Linked DNA regions of Mus musculus: all the other regions are linked to region 3. Evidence: chromatin contacts called from public Hi-C data. All regions are on one chromosome and are shown on one strand. The core of a region is the stretch at or near the end of the contact, and the rest is flanking DNA. Distances in the headings are between cores, read along the strand shown. Region 1 has its middle 50 kb from the start of Gm10789. Region 2 has its middle 81 kb from the start of Tiam1. Region 3 overlaps Tiam1 (T cell lymphoma invasion and metastasis 1).

What was found. Hi-C and Micro-C count contacts between places; a contact is called where the count stands out from the background.
Region 1: a Hi-C map of bone marrow-derived macrophages shows a contact between it and region 3, with 24 read pairs. The contact joins two enhancer-like sites. A contact is called at or near these places in 1 of 15 datasets of contacts at CTCF or cohesin (large pre-B cells), 1 of 484 Hi-C or Micro-C datasets (bone marrow-derived macrophages), 2 of 115 datasets of contacts at active chromatin or transcription factors (acute myeloid leukemia and fetal liver) and 3 of 9 other capture datasets (adipose tissue, embryonic stem cells and liver).
Region 2: a Hi-C map of conventional dendritic cells shows a contact between it and region 3, with 3 times the contacts expected there. The contact joins two enhancer-like sites. A contact is called at or near these places in 1 of 39 promoter capture datasets (hippocampal neurons), 16 of 484 Hi-C or Micro-C datasets (Kupffer cells, Sertoli cells, bone marrow-derived macrophages and 8 more), 4 of 115 datasets of contacts at active chromatin or transcription factors (acute myeloid leukemia, bone marrow-derived macrophages and neural progenitor cells) and 3 of 9 other capture datasets (adipose tissue, embryonic stem cells and liver).

Annotation. Positions count from the first base shown.
Region 1 is chr16:90,089,864-90,094,011 of GRCm38.p6, reverse strand. It overlaps a transcript of Tiam1 not described here and the pseudogene Gm2805. Among named protein-coding and RNA genes, the nearest start is that of Gm10789, 50 kb to the left of the region's middle. Within about 2 kb of position 1,806, at least 17 of the 459 cell types and tissues checked have an H3K27ac peak or open chromatin away from gene starts, as enhancers often do. A contact at or near this core is called in bone marrow-derived macrophages, where this site is marked.
Region 2 is chr16:90,039,995-90,044,041 of GRCm38.p6, reverse strand. It overlaps a transcript of Tiam1 not described here. Among named protein-coding and RNA genes, the nearest start is that of Tiam1, 81 kb to the right of the region's middle. Within about 2 kb of position 1,496, at least 63 of the 459 cell types and tissues checked have an H3K27ac peak or open chromatin away from gene starts, as enhancers often do. A contact at or near this core is called in adipose tissue, bone marrow-derived macrophages, conventional dendritic cells and 1 more, where this site is marked.
Region 3 is chr16:89,846,166-89,850,781 of GRCm38.p6, reverse strand. It overlaps Tiam1 (T cell lymphoma invasion and metastasis 1), which reads left to right. Exons shown (of 28, transcript NM_009384.3): 12 at 1,028-1,132. Among named protein-coding and RNA genes, the nearest start is that of Gm52239, 54 kb to the right of the region's middle. Within about 2 kb of position 2,336, at least 86 of the 459 cell types and tissues checked have an H3K27ac peak or open chromatin away from gene starts, as enhancers often do. A contact at or near this core is called in adipose tissue, bone marrow-derived macrophages, conventional dendritic cells and 1 more, where this site is marked.

The DNA.
Region 1 (4,148 bases), core at 557-3,056, 240 kb before region 3:
AAGTTCCATGGGGCAAGATTGATTTTTGTCATCAGAATTGTCTCTTTGCACCTGACTATTCAACAAACCACAACCAGCTGCCACCATCGGCCACCAAGAGCATCCAACCACTAATGGGCCAACTAGCCTCCCACTGTCGGGGCTTTATCACTTATATGTCCTCTGAAAAGTCCCCAGAATTCCAAACATCACACACTCACAGAAATTATCTGCGGCTGTCAAAACCATGCCCCTGTTAGAGCACTCCACAAATCATAGTCAGCTGCCGTGGGAAGTCTGAAGCAGCCCCGCATCCCACACCTGAGGTTAGAAGAAACACATTCTTATATTTCTGTTTTTAAAGGAACCCAAAACCTCACTCCAGCTGCCCCTGTGATGGCTGTGGGGTTTTGAAGGGTGGGTAGCTCATGAAGGCATGTGTTTGGGGAGTGGGGTCGAGCTCAGAACATTAGCCCTTTTGCTCTTCTGTATCTAGCCATGCCAGGGGCATCAAGTTCTTTGCTATGGGAGATGCAGAACACTGAATATTCTAGTGTCTTCATCTTGGACTTATGCCACACTTTCCAGAGTCTATTATGAGAGATAGACTCTGTTCTCCATAAATTACTTAGCCTGTGGTATTGAATAAGACATATACTATCTGCTCAGTCTATCAGTGTTTACATTTTCTCTATTTGTATTGTAATTTTTTTCTCCATGTATATAAATATATTCCCACACACATCTGCACCGGACACATTTATCCTCACACACCACATTATATATATTCGCACGCGCACGCACACACACACAGACACAGACACACAGACCTACTTCTGAGTACTTTGGCAGTGTCTTGGTCCTTGGCTGCCTGAGTGCTTCTGTCTGTTGTCCCCTCCCATAGCACCTCTGAGCACGTTGTGCCGTGCTTACATTTTCCCCCTGCATCACTGTTTTATGTGGGTTTGTACTCGGTTAACGTCAGTGTATAATGTATAATGACTTTGCCCTTGCTGGATCAGAGGTGGAGAAGTACTTGGCCTCTCATCGGCAAGCCCTAAGGTTCTTTTCCCAGCCTGGCTTTCTGGGGTGCTCTGAACATCTGTACTTTTCTGATGTTGATTCTAGTGTTTCTTCACTGAGAGCAGGAGGCTTTCTTGTTCTTTGGGGTCTAGTCTCTCTGCTTAGACGGGTCACTCAGGAAAGAAGGGTCAGGAAGAGAAGCCATGTAAGTGCCCCCTGGTGTGTGTGCAGAGCTTGAATTAACTCTGAGAACGTATTGGATCCAGTCCTGCCCGCAAGAAGAAGCCTCATCCAGTTTAGCGAGTCTCTGTTTCTACCTCTTGCTTTTGTGATTACAGGAGTGAACTGCCATGCCTGGCAGAGCAGTTAGTTCTTGAAGACTGACCTTCGTAGCGAGTTGGTAGGGTGCTTGCCCAGCATGCACAAGGCCTTTGGTTCAGCCTCTAACACAATAATAAAACCTGCACGGTGGCTTTCACCTGTGATTCCTGGATTTGGGAAGTGGAACCTGGAGGTTCAGAAATTCCAAGTTACTTTTTGACTATAGAGGAGTTCAGGGCTGGCTTTGGGGAGAGACCTAGTTGGTCTCGAAAACAAAAACACAAGCAAGCAAGCAGACAGCCCCCAAACCTAGTGTACACACAGCACAGTCATTTTCTACTGTCATTTGTTGACATCAGCTTTTGTGAGTGGAGAGCCCCACGTGAATCCTGTGTCTAACAACTGACTTATGTACTGCCTTCTCTACTGCCTGTGCCCCTCCTGTGCTGGCCTGTTTTATGCCAACTGACACAAGCTAGAGTCATTCAGGAAGAGGAACAGGGAAAAGGCTTTTATAAGACTGGCCTACAGTCAAGACTGTTGAGCAGTTCCTAACTAATCTAAGGTATCCTTGAGAACCACATATGACTTGGTGTGGGAGGGGCCTGTCCCCTGTGGGTGGTGCCATCTTTGGCAGATGGTCCTTAGTTGTGTAAGAAAGCAGGCTGAGCTAGCCATGGATTAATAAGCCAGTGAGCAACACTCTTCCATTGCTTTTGTTTCATATCCACTTTCTATATTCCTGCCCTGACTTTCCTCAGGGACAGAGCGTGACTTGAGAGTTATAAGCTGAAATAAACCCTTTCCTTCCCCAAGTTGCTTTTGGTCATGGTGTTTTATCGCAGCAAGAGAAACCCCAACAAAGATGTCCACCCACTGCTATTTCTTGGGAGAAAATGGGTTTAAATGATTTAAAAAAAAAATCCAAAGTCACATAGAGCTATTGACTGATTTTTTTTTAAAGTCTGATTTTGGGATGGCCTTTATCAGTTGATGGTCTTTGAAGGGTTAAAAAGAGGTGGGCATCATAGCCTCCTCCACTTCTGCTCTCGGGAGGCCAAAAAGCAGCCGCCCTTTCCTACTGCTCAAATCTGATTCCAGCAGATGAGTTGCTCCTCTGACTTCTGAGTGAGTTACAGGAGTGTGTGGAGGAGGAGAGCTGAGAAGCAGGTTGGTGGTGGCAAGAGGCCAGCATGGAGGTTTTAGTCACCTGTCCTTTCCCTGCTTGCTAGGGATCCGCCTCAGACAGTCTGACACCTTCGCTTTCCATCTTTAAGACGTTGGAATATCCTGGACTTTGAGAAGTGAGAGTCAGCTAGCGCAGACTTCTTATCTTTCGAGATAGGGTGTCGAGTATCCCGAGCTGCATCTAGCTGAGGGTTACTGTGAACTTCAGCCCTGCCTCTGCCTCTTGAAGTTGCTGAAGCAACAGGCATGCACTCCTGGTTTAGGCCATGGTGCGGCTCCAACTGAGGCATTTGTGCACACAGCTGAGTTATATCCCCCAGCCTGTAGTCTCCACTTCTACCAGATATGGTGGGTTTGGTTGCTCCTCTAAGGATACCTCGGGGGCTTTAAGCAACTGAGCAACTGACACATGAGTGATGACATCAGACACTTCTTCCTTCCTCCCTTCCACTGTCCTCAGAACATTTTATCTTGGGGCTTGTATCTGTTGAGTGCTGGATAGCAGCTGGATTTGGAGAACTGAAGTAGATGCCCGACCCCTTCCCAAATATTTCTACCCAGTTTACCTGTTTTCGTCTGCAAAGGTCATTCTTTCCATAAACTGCTCAGCCTTCTTCTTTTTTTTTTTTGGTTTCAAAATAACATTTTTATTATATAAAAATGTAAAAAAAAAAAAATCCAGCAAAACCAGAAATCCGGATATATTGTCTTGGGCTTTCACAGTGGTTCATTTTTTATTTGCATCTCGTTTTCAGTACAATTTACAACGTTGTCCCCCGTTCCAGTCTGATTATACACAAGCTAAGTGACAGAAAGGGTCTGGAATAAATACATTTTAAAAAAAGAGGAAAAGCTCTGAACTAAGTGGCACACAGTAGGTCCTATGGGGGAGGGGAAGTGACTGAGAAAATAAGTGGTACGCAGTGGTCCTATGGGGTGTGTGTGTCTGAGACAGGAAGTGAGCAAGCAAACGCAAGAGGCGTGTCAGCCACAGCAGCTCTTCAGTCATCTTAGTCTTTCGCGCCGTGCTTCAGGATGCGTGTGAACTCAATGTAGTTGAAGTTCCCCTTTTTGTCAATGGGGGCTTCTCTGTACAGCTCACCCACCTCCTCGTCTGTGAAGCGGTCGCCCATGGTGGTCAGCAGCTCCCTCAGGTAATCCTCCTGGATGGTGCCTGTGGCTTCCTCATGGAAGCAAGCGAAGGCGTTTCTGATGACGTCCTCGGGGTCAGTTCCGTTCAGCTTCTCTCCAAACATGGCGAGGAACATGGTGAAATTGATGGGGCTCGGGGCCTCGTTCATCATGGCGTCCAGGTAGGCATCAGTGGGGTTCTTCCCAGAGACGCCAGCATGTCGTGCAGGTCCTCCTCGTCAATGAAGCCATCCCAGTTCTGGTCAATCATGTTAAAGGCCTCTTTGAACTCCTGGATCTGGGACTGGTCAAACATGGCGAACACATTGGACGTTGTGCGCTTAGGGTGCTTCTTGGTGGTCTTGGTCTTTGCTTTTTTGCTCGACATGGTGGCCGTTCAAATCTGACCTACACCCGAGAGGATCCGACCGGCGACTGCCTCAGCCTTCTGTCTTGATTTGTTGACTCTGGCTGGGTCATATGGTCATGTTGGATACAGTCACATA
Region 2 (4,047 bases), core at 247-2,746, 190 kb before region 3:
AAACACCAGCGTCTCCTTCCCTAGTCGTGGCCACAGTGGAGAGCTGTCAAGCTCACTTGTCTCTTGTAAGCTACTGACAACACATAAGGCTTCGCTTCAGGTCCTGGTTAGCATCGTTGATCTGGGAGCAGGGCAGCTCTGATGGCATCTGTTACAGACTTTGGGTTTTTGTTTTGTTTTGTTTTTTTTCCCCTCCTCAAGATAGGGTTTCTCGGCGGGCGTGGTGGCACACGCCTTTAATCCTAGCACTCGGGAGGCAGAGGCAGGTAGATTTTTGAGCTCGAGGCCAGCCTGGTCTACAAAGTGAGTTGCAGGACAGCCAGGGCTATACAGAGAAACCCTGTCTCAAACAAACAAACAACAACAACAACAAAATAGGGTTTCTCTATAGCCCTGGCTGTCCTGGAACTTGCTCTGTAGCCCAGGCTATCCGTGAATACAGAGATCTGCCCACCTGTGCCTCCTGAGGGCGAGGCTTAAAGGTGCTTGCCACCAAGCCCGGCTTGTTTTATTCCCTTCTTAACTTTCGTTGATTGATTGTGTGAGCATTCGTGGATGCATGCATGCCTCGTGTGTGTGTGTGTGTGTGTGTGTGTGTGTGTGTGTGTAGGTCAGAGGTCAATTCTATGGCCCTGGTTCTTTGATGCCATGGGATTTGGGGCTGAAACATAGAAAGATGTTCATCAGCCTTTGAGCAAGGACCTCAGCTCACTGAGCTGTCTCACGGGGCCGCGGTTTACTTTTAGAGCAGGGATTGGGATTATTTGGTTTCCAGAATGGGGCTGTATGTCACACATGGAGCGGAGAGGCAGAGAGCAGCGGTATGTGACGTGGGGTGGTGAGGGAGGGGCCGGCGAGTGGCTCATCAGGCTTCCTTGTTTCCATGGGGGCTTAGAACAGTTGGGACTTAGATAGGGTTTGAGCAGATTGCAGGTAAAGGGGAAACGATACTGGATTGTGAATACAGAGCCTTTGCCTGAGACTTTCCTTACGCTTCTGACTCAACACTGCCTGTTGCTAAGCTACTGAAAAATACAGCACAGGCTGGTGGATGCTACACTGAACATGGCTCCAATGCTAAGTAATGGCGGGTCGTAAATACTGGGCGTGAGTTTCTGTTACCCTCTCATTTCTTCCTCTTAATGATGTTAGGAGGTGTGACTTCTGTTTTGTCTCCTTTTTACCCAGTGAGGGAAACTGAGGCATGGAGAACGCAGGTAGTTACAAGGGGTCAAGTCCCTGGAGACAGTCTGAGTGGTGAGATCTTACCCCACCCGGGGTCCACTTGGTTCTGCTTTAGCCATTGCTTTCTTGGACAAGTACTTCAGGGAGAGAGACACCCTGCTCTCTCCTTACACATGGACTGCATGTCTTAGAGAAGTGGGCTCCTCTCTTGCGTCCGTCGTGATGATGATGTCGTCTGGGTTAGCACGCTGTGCTGCCAGCTTTGTGAGGATGTGGGTGAAGTCAGCTCTCCTTCTCGGTTCCCTTTGATGGTGTTTTTTTTTTTTTTTTTGCGCGAAGATAAGACAGGGCACTTATGCATACCAATGACTTGCCAACTGCAGTGTCTCTTGGGGATCTGCTCTCAGGATAGCACCAGTGGGATGTGTTGTAAATTACTGAGTGCTTTGGAAGTTTGTGGTACTCCTTCCGGGGTCAAGGGAAGATGGTGTTGGGTATCACTGAGGCCAGATCTGTGTTTGGTCATCTTGTCAATGCCCTTTTTCCCGTCCAGGTGTTTCTTAGGAGTTAATGGAGACAGCACATGACTTGGGCAGGTATCTGTTCTACAGAGGTTCATGCAGTGAGAACTTGGTCCCACATTGGCAGTCTTGGGAGGTGATGTGGAACATGTAAGCCATAGGTGGTCTTATGGGTTGACTGGGGCATACCTGTGAATTATGTATGTATGTATGTATATACACTTGTGGTTACTTCCTCACGTCAGAGTTCTGCTGTGATTATCAGGGACCAAACCAATGGAGCTGTCATATCTTGGTCTTCAAACCACTAGAACTGTGAGATGAACAACTCTTTTTCTAATTTCTGTTCTTCCTTTTATTGGTGTGCATCCAGATTAAACTCAGGGCCCGACATATGGTAGGTAAGTGTGTGACCGCTGAGCCAGCCTGAAACCTCTCTTCCTTGCAAAGCTGGCCTGACTCAGGCCTTCCCCTCTGCTCTCTCAAGCCTGACTGTTGTAGTAGTTACCCTTCTCGAAGTCTCGGCAGACCGCAGCACAGCGCTTTCTCTGGGACATGGTATCAGGTGAGTTAGCATATGGGCTCGAAATTCATTTTTCTTGACAGCATTTTGTCCTCTTATAAAGGAAGTGAGCAATCTAGACCAGAGTTTCTCAACCAGAGATAGACATTGCTATTGTGGAGCTATTCCTCTGCGCTCTGGCCTGACACTGGAGGGAGGAGCCTCATCTCCATGTTCTTGGGACCCTGGGGGGGGGGGTCATTCTCTATGAAGGACGTTGTTGCTAAAGCACCTCTTCTTGGTCTGCTCCGGCCTGACCTAAATATGAGGAGTGGCTTCGGAAAAGAAGATTCATGCTGGCTGGCTCTGTTAGCCAGGACACTTGATCCATTTACCAAGTATAAATGGACATAACTTTTGATGGGTCTGCACTTACAGTATTCCGTTCGTTCGTTCGTTCATTCGTTCATTCATTCATTAATTCATTCATTCATTTCTTGATGATAATGAACACACAATAGAAATCCAGTAGGAATGACACTTGGAGTTTTGAATCTGTTTCTTTTCCTGAGCTGGCAATGCACCATCTGAATTTCTCTCTTGATTCCGACTAGCAGCAGTGAGCTGTAGTTCCCAATTAGGCCCGCAGTCACGAGAGGAAACAGCTGGTACTCTGCAGCGTGCTGTGTTGCTAAGCAACACTATCTGGTAGATGGGGGAAATCAAGTGCATTTTTAACTTATTATGTTTTCGACTTATTGCATTTTAAACGTTTTATTTATTTTGTGTGTGCACATGTGAGCCCATGCGTGCTTAAGCACCTGCTACAGTGGATTTGGTCAAAGAACAATTGGTGGGATCCAGTTTTCTCCTTCCACTGTGGGGGTCTCAGGGACTGAACTGAGGTCATCATGTTGGGCAGCAAATACCTTTACCTGAAGAGCCATCTGGCTGCCTGGGATATTTTGAAGGTATGTGGCTTAGCAGGATGTAACCACAGTATAATGTGAGGAATATATGTAATTACTTCAGTGGTTCTTCACCGAGTGATTACTGTGTGCCAGGCCAGGCTCCCCTTGTCAGGGAAGCTCTCCTCCCTGGGACACGGATATAGAGTCAGGAAGGGCAAGCTGTCACTCAGAAGTCACAGCAGTCCTTCTGGAGAGTCCTTGCAGCTGGAGCCTGTCCCCACGATGCTGGTGCTGTGGGGAGGATACCCCAGACTGTCACTGGGTGAACCACTGCTGTAGTTCCGTGAGCACTAACTACTTAAGAATCGAGGAACCAGGCATGGTGGGTGTGTGCCTTTAGTCCCAGTGCTTAGAGAGGCATAACTCTTCAAGTTCAAGGCCAGCCTAGTCTATAGTGTGAGTTCTAGGACAGCCAGAGCTACATAGTGAGACCCTATATGAAAAAGACCAAACAAAGAAACAACAACAACAATAACTACTACAAACCAACCAACCAACCAACCAACCAAACAAACAAACAAACAAAAAACCAACCAAGGAAATCAGATTCATCAGTGGATCATTGAATTCCAAGAGTTTCCATTTGGCATCAAATAGGCAGCCATGCTTGGAACTCTCTTCAGACTCTCGCTGTCAAATACAGGGTAGGGAGCCATTGATTTCAGTTCCAACTATGTGACTCTGGACCACAGCAGCATTCTGCCCGGGTGTCTCTTCTCCCCTCTCAGCCCCAAGGCTTGGCTGTGAGGATACTGGCTCAGTTGCAGGCTTATTTTGCTCCTTTGTCTCCAGTCTGCTGGGGACCACTGTGCTACAGGTTGTTTGGTGGCTGAAAGGAATTCTGGTCTAGATCATGTCCAGTGGTAAT
Region 3 (4,616 bases), core at 1,087-3,586:
GCTTACTTCATATAAAATTGAAATTTTATTTTAAAAAGTTGAGAAATTTCAAATGTATGTAGAAGTGAGATCCATGTAATACATCCTCGTGTGCCCATTGCATAGGATATATAATTACCATGTTTCATTGGTTTGTTTATTCTGTCTCCAAGTGTGAATGACTTTGGAAGCAAATTCCAAACAGTTTATCTCTTCCTTGCTAGTGTTTTAAGGTGCAGTTTCAAACGATAACGACACTTCAAAATTAAACCTACCCGTTTAAATCCTCTCTTGTGCTGTAATTCCTTGTTGTCTTCTAACATTTGAAAAGCGTGTTTGTTTTCTCCCATGTGTCTTCTTGGCTGTGGATTGAAAAATATTTATAAAACCATATTAATCATGGTTCTTCTTTAGTCAGATTAACTCCAGGATGGTATCTTAGTGTAGATCCACGGAGCTGTCTTAGAGGAACGGTGAGGCCCCGAGAGCTCTAATTCCCAAGCCATTTGCTGTGCATCCCAGGCTGGAGGTGCACTCTCACAGCCCCGAGGGAGTCCCATTCTGGGATACATAAGCAAGGCTGGAACCCTGGCCTCTTCTTGCTTGTGTGATGGCCGGCTTGCAGTGAGCCCCTAACACTTGTCCTGGGGCCCAGCAGCCGTTTTCTCTCTCATTGTAACCCCCCCCACCCCGTTTCTCTGTTTCTCTGTTCCTCCGTTCCTCCGTGTGTCCGTTCCACCTCACCATGTGAGTGTATGCCATGACGTGCAAGAGCTTCTTTAAGAGATACAGTTGAAAACTCAAACCAAACACACGGGTCTGTGGCTCAGTTTTCTGCACTGAGTTGCATGATCCGTATGACATTTTATTAATGAGTTCCAGGTCCGATTTGTAGTCTAACCTTTTTTTTTTTTTAAGTATAGAAACCTGCCACCCAACCCCCATCCCCATTGCCTTAGGGAACAAGATAACAAGTCTCCCGATCTCTCGAGGACGGAATCCCTCCTGTTCACTACTAAACAGACATTTTCCTCCCTTCCTGTCCTAGACACATCAACTGGATCATTCCGCCCATTACCTGCGCCTGAAATTCCTAATGGAGAACAGAGTGCAGTTCTACATCCCGCAGCCCGAGGAGGACATTTACGAGCTGGTAATGTTTACGACCACTGTCCTCGAACACCCCGTCTGAGATAATTTTCAAATCGTGCATGTACTTGTGGTAATTGTAGCTGGTGGGATGGAATGAGCTTCATTCAGAGCCACAGAGCTGGCAGAAATAACCTTGCTTATCACAGAAATCCCGGAGTGGAAAGTCGCCTTTGCTTGTCCAAAAAGCAGGGCTGCGCTGCCACCAAAGACGTTGAAACCCACAGATGATGCTCAGATAAGAGTTGAGTCATCAGGACAGACTCTTGCTGAACACCTTTCTTTTTAATCGGTGACTCTAAAATCAGTTGGCGGTTGCCACAGTGAAAGCGCTCCAATTTTGTGCAACTTCTACCATCTTATCAGAACTGACGGGGTAAATCTTGTGGGTGTAACACCCCCCTCCCCCACCTCCCCGACCATCCATCTAATGCATCACCCAGCTTGCTGAAACTGCATTCACACAGATTCTTGGAGACATCTGTGGATGTCTGAGTCTCCTTAGAGATAGAGAACGCAGTTTCTGATCTGGGCCTGAGATTATTATCAGTTCTTCTGCATACAAATCATAGGGGGCTGGCGAGCATAAGACACCAATACCGAAAGTTCTGGGATTTTACAAAGGGCAGAAAGATGGTTTCTCAGTAGGTGTTAGCGGTTGTCACCTTGGTAACCACTGGCAGGTTCCTTTTCTTAGCAGAGCAGTGCATCTTTCAGTTCTAATAAACAGTGGTTTGGGGACCAAGGGCCTCTCTTGGGGAATGTTCTGGCTTCTCGGTTCTTAGTCATCTTTCTGGGGGACACAGAGCTGCTTGTCGTGGAGCTGGGGATAGAAACAGGGGAGTGACTCCCCACAGAAAGCAGAACTGGAAGTACAGCTCAGAGGTTCCTTTTGGAAAGAGGAACCACAGTGCAGAATGTCATAGGGAGTGGCATTTTAAATCAACTTCTTGAGCTATACTTCTTCTATTAGGAAACTCTCGACAACCGTAAGCGCATAACAGATACAAGTGGTTGTTTCCACTGGAAGAGTTATGATTTGGAGTGTTTCTGCCAGCCGAAAAGGTCACCCCAGATCTCTAAAGTATTATATTTTTTTTTTGAGGAAATATGGATTTTTCTCTTGTGGCAGTCTGATCATGTTATATGTTGGAAGAGGATGAAAGTGGGCCTGGTGGGGGGATGGTTCTGTGACTAAGAAAAGGACGGCTCCTGCAGAGGAACCAGCTTAAGGTTCTCAGTGCCCACATGGCGGCTCACCACCATCCACAATTGTAATTCTGGGCTATCTGATGCCCTCTTCTGGCCTCTGTAGTCACTGCACACACATGGTGCATAAATGTGCCTGCAGGCAAAACACTCATATACATAAATATTGCAAAGGGAAAAGGACATAAATGACCTCTCGACTCTTTAAGCCACTGTTGACTGTGTTGATGGAGATGGAGCTGGTCTCATTAACAGCCAGGAGCCAAGGTGTTCCTTCTGAGAATTAAATAGCCAGTTGTTTGTGTTCTGTGAACATACTCAAGGAGTCCTTTCCATGCCAAAGAAGAAAAGCCTTAGCTCAGCACTACAGTCCTCATCTGTAGCCCTAGCTGCTCAGGGGGCTGAGGCAGAAGAGTTGCATGACCTCTAGGAGTTCAAGGTTAGCTTGGAGAACAACACAGCAAGATGTTTCTTGGAAGAAAAAAAAAAATCCCATGCGTAGTGTGGTAAACATCTAAAATTCCTACACTGGGAGACTTAGGCAAGAGGATTGAGAGATAAAGCTTGGGGCTAGCCTGGGCTACAGTTTCATCTCATCTCGGTGAATAACTTGGAGTTTCATGATCAAAAAAGTCAGAGAGGTCAGGCTGATTACGCTGCAAGAAGATAGTTTAGTTTATGCCTTATAATTTGTGAATTTTACAAACAGTAAATTGCAGGGCTCATAGGCAACAAGCTTCTATTTCTTGTATATAACAGGCATGTGTGCTAATCAGGTCCTGTATATACCAGGAATGTATACTACTCGGGTCCTATACATGTCAGGCATGTGTGCTAATCTGGTCCTGTAGATACCAGGCACGTGTGCTAATCAGGCCATGGCTTTAAAATGTTTATTAGTCATATACTATTGTTATGAACAAACTTTTTTTAGATTTATTTATTTTACTATCTTATGTGTATGAATAAGACTGGAGTCACAGACAGTTGGGAGCCGCCCTGTGTGTGCTGGGAATTGAACTGGGTCCTCTTCAAAAGTATCGAGTGATCTTAACCATTGAGCCAACCCTCCAACCCTCCCCTAGTCACATATCATATTTAAGCTATGGATACGGTGTGGCTTTATCCAGTGATGACGATGGAGTGCTGGTGAGCCCAGCTCAGCCTGTTCAGGTCTATAATTGTTATTATGTATGTGCTATAGTTAAGGGGAACAACCCGTAGGTACAAAGGGACCACTGTGCTTTCTCTCACCCTTTGCAGTGGTCTCTGGCCCAGAGATCCCCAGGGAAGCAGTGACCAGGGTCGTGCTTACGTCAGCACCTCCATCTTACCAGGCTCTCTAAGCTTCTTGCGTTCTGGGCGGCTTTCGTGCCTGACGAAGCTTCTTGACCCCTTCCCAGAGTAATGCTTACAGTCACGTGAGACAGGACATACAGACAGACCTTCCCATGGCTTAGTCATAGCAAGATGCTTAGCAAAACTCAATTTTAAATGATAGGTAACATGTTATGAGCTCACGAAATTATAAAACTTAACAGTGGATGTAGTAGCTACTGCTGCTCAGAAATAGTGGCAAGTATAACTAATATCCAGAGGTATTAATAGCAACTGGGATTTGCTACTGAGATGGCTTTAGTACTCATGAGGAAGCCACGGGCACTCGTAGTGTTGTGGTCCGGGTTGCCTACGTGCACCCACGGTCAGAGAAGATGCTGGGCCGTCTTCCGTAAATGTTCTGGGTATCTTTTGCTTTCTGTTCTGAGTTCACAGGCCCCTAGAATCATCTCAGGGGTCCCTGTTCTGCAGCCCTGCTTTAGAGCATTCCTCGGGGTGTGGGGTCATGCTAAGGCAGGGCCTGTCTGGGCACAGAGTGCTTTCTGAGAGCATATTTGTTTTCTTGCTCGTTTCTGAGCAAGCAGCAGGCTACACGATATTAATAAGCCCTGCTACCTCCCTGCATGCTGGGGCACTGCTCTGCAGGAACCTGCAGGTGTCTCCAGCCATGCCCTCATATATGACTCCCACCCCAACCCCAGATACTTAATTCTGTCCCATCGATAGCAGAAAGTGAGTCCTGGACTTGGAAGATCTTGGAGAGTAATGAGTATTCATTTGTGTGAGTGAGAAGGGAGTTCTCTGAATATCTACCAATAGTCATTGTCTGCCTGCTTTGCTGATTATATTAATGTAAATGATACCCATTTGGCTATTTCTTCCTGACTAGATAGTTGTTGGAAACAGTCCATGGAATGGCCACAGACCTGGGGTTTAGTCTG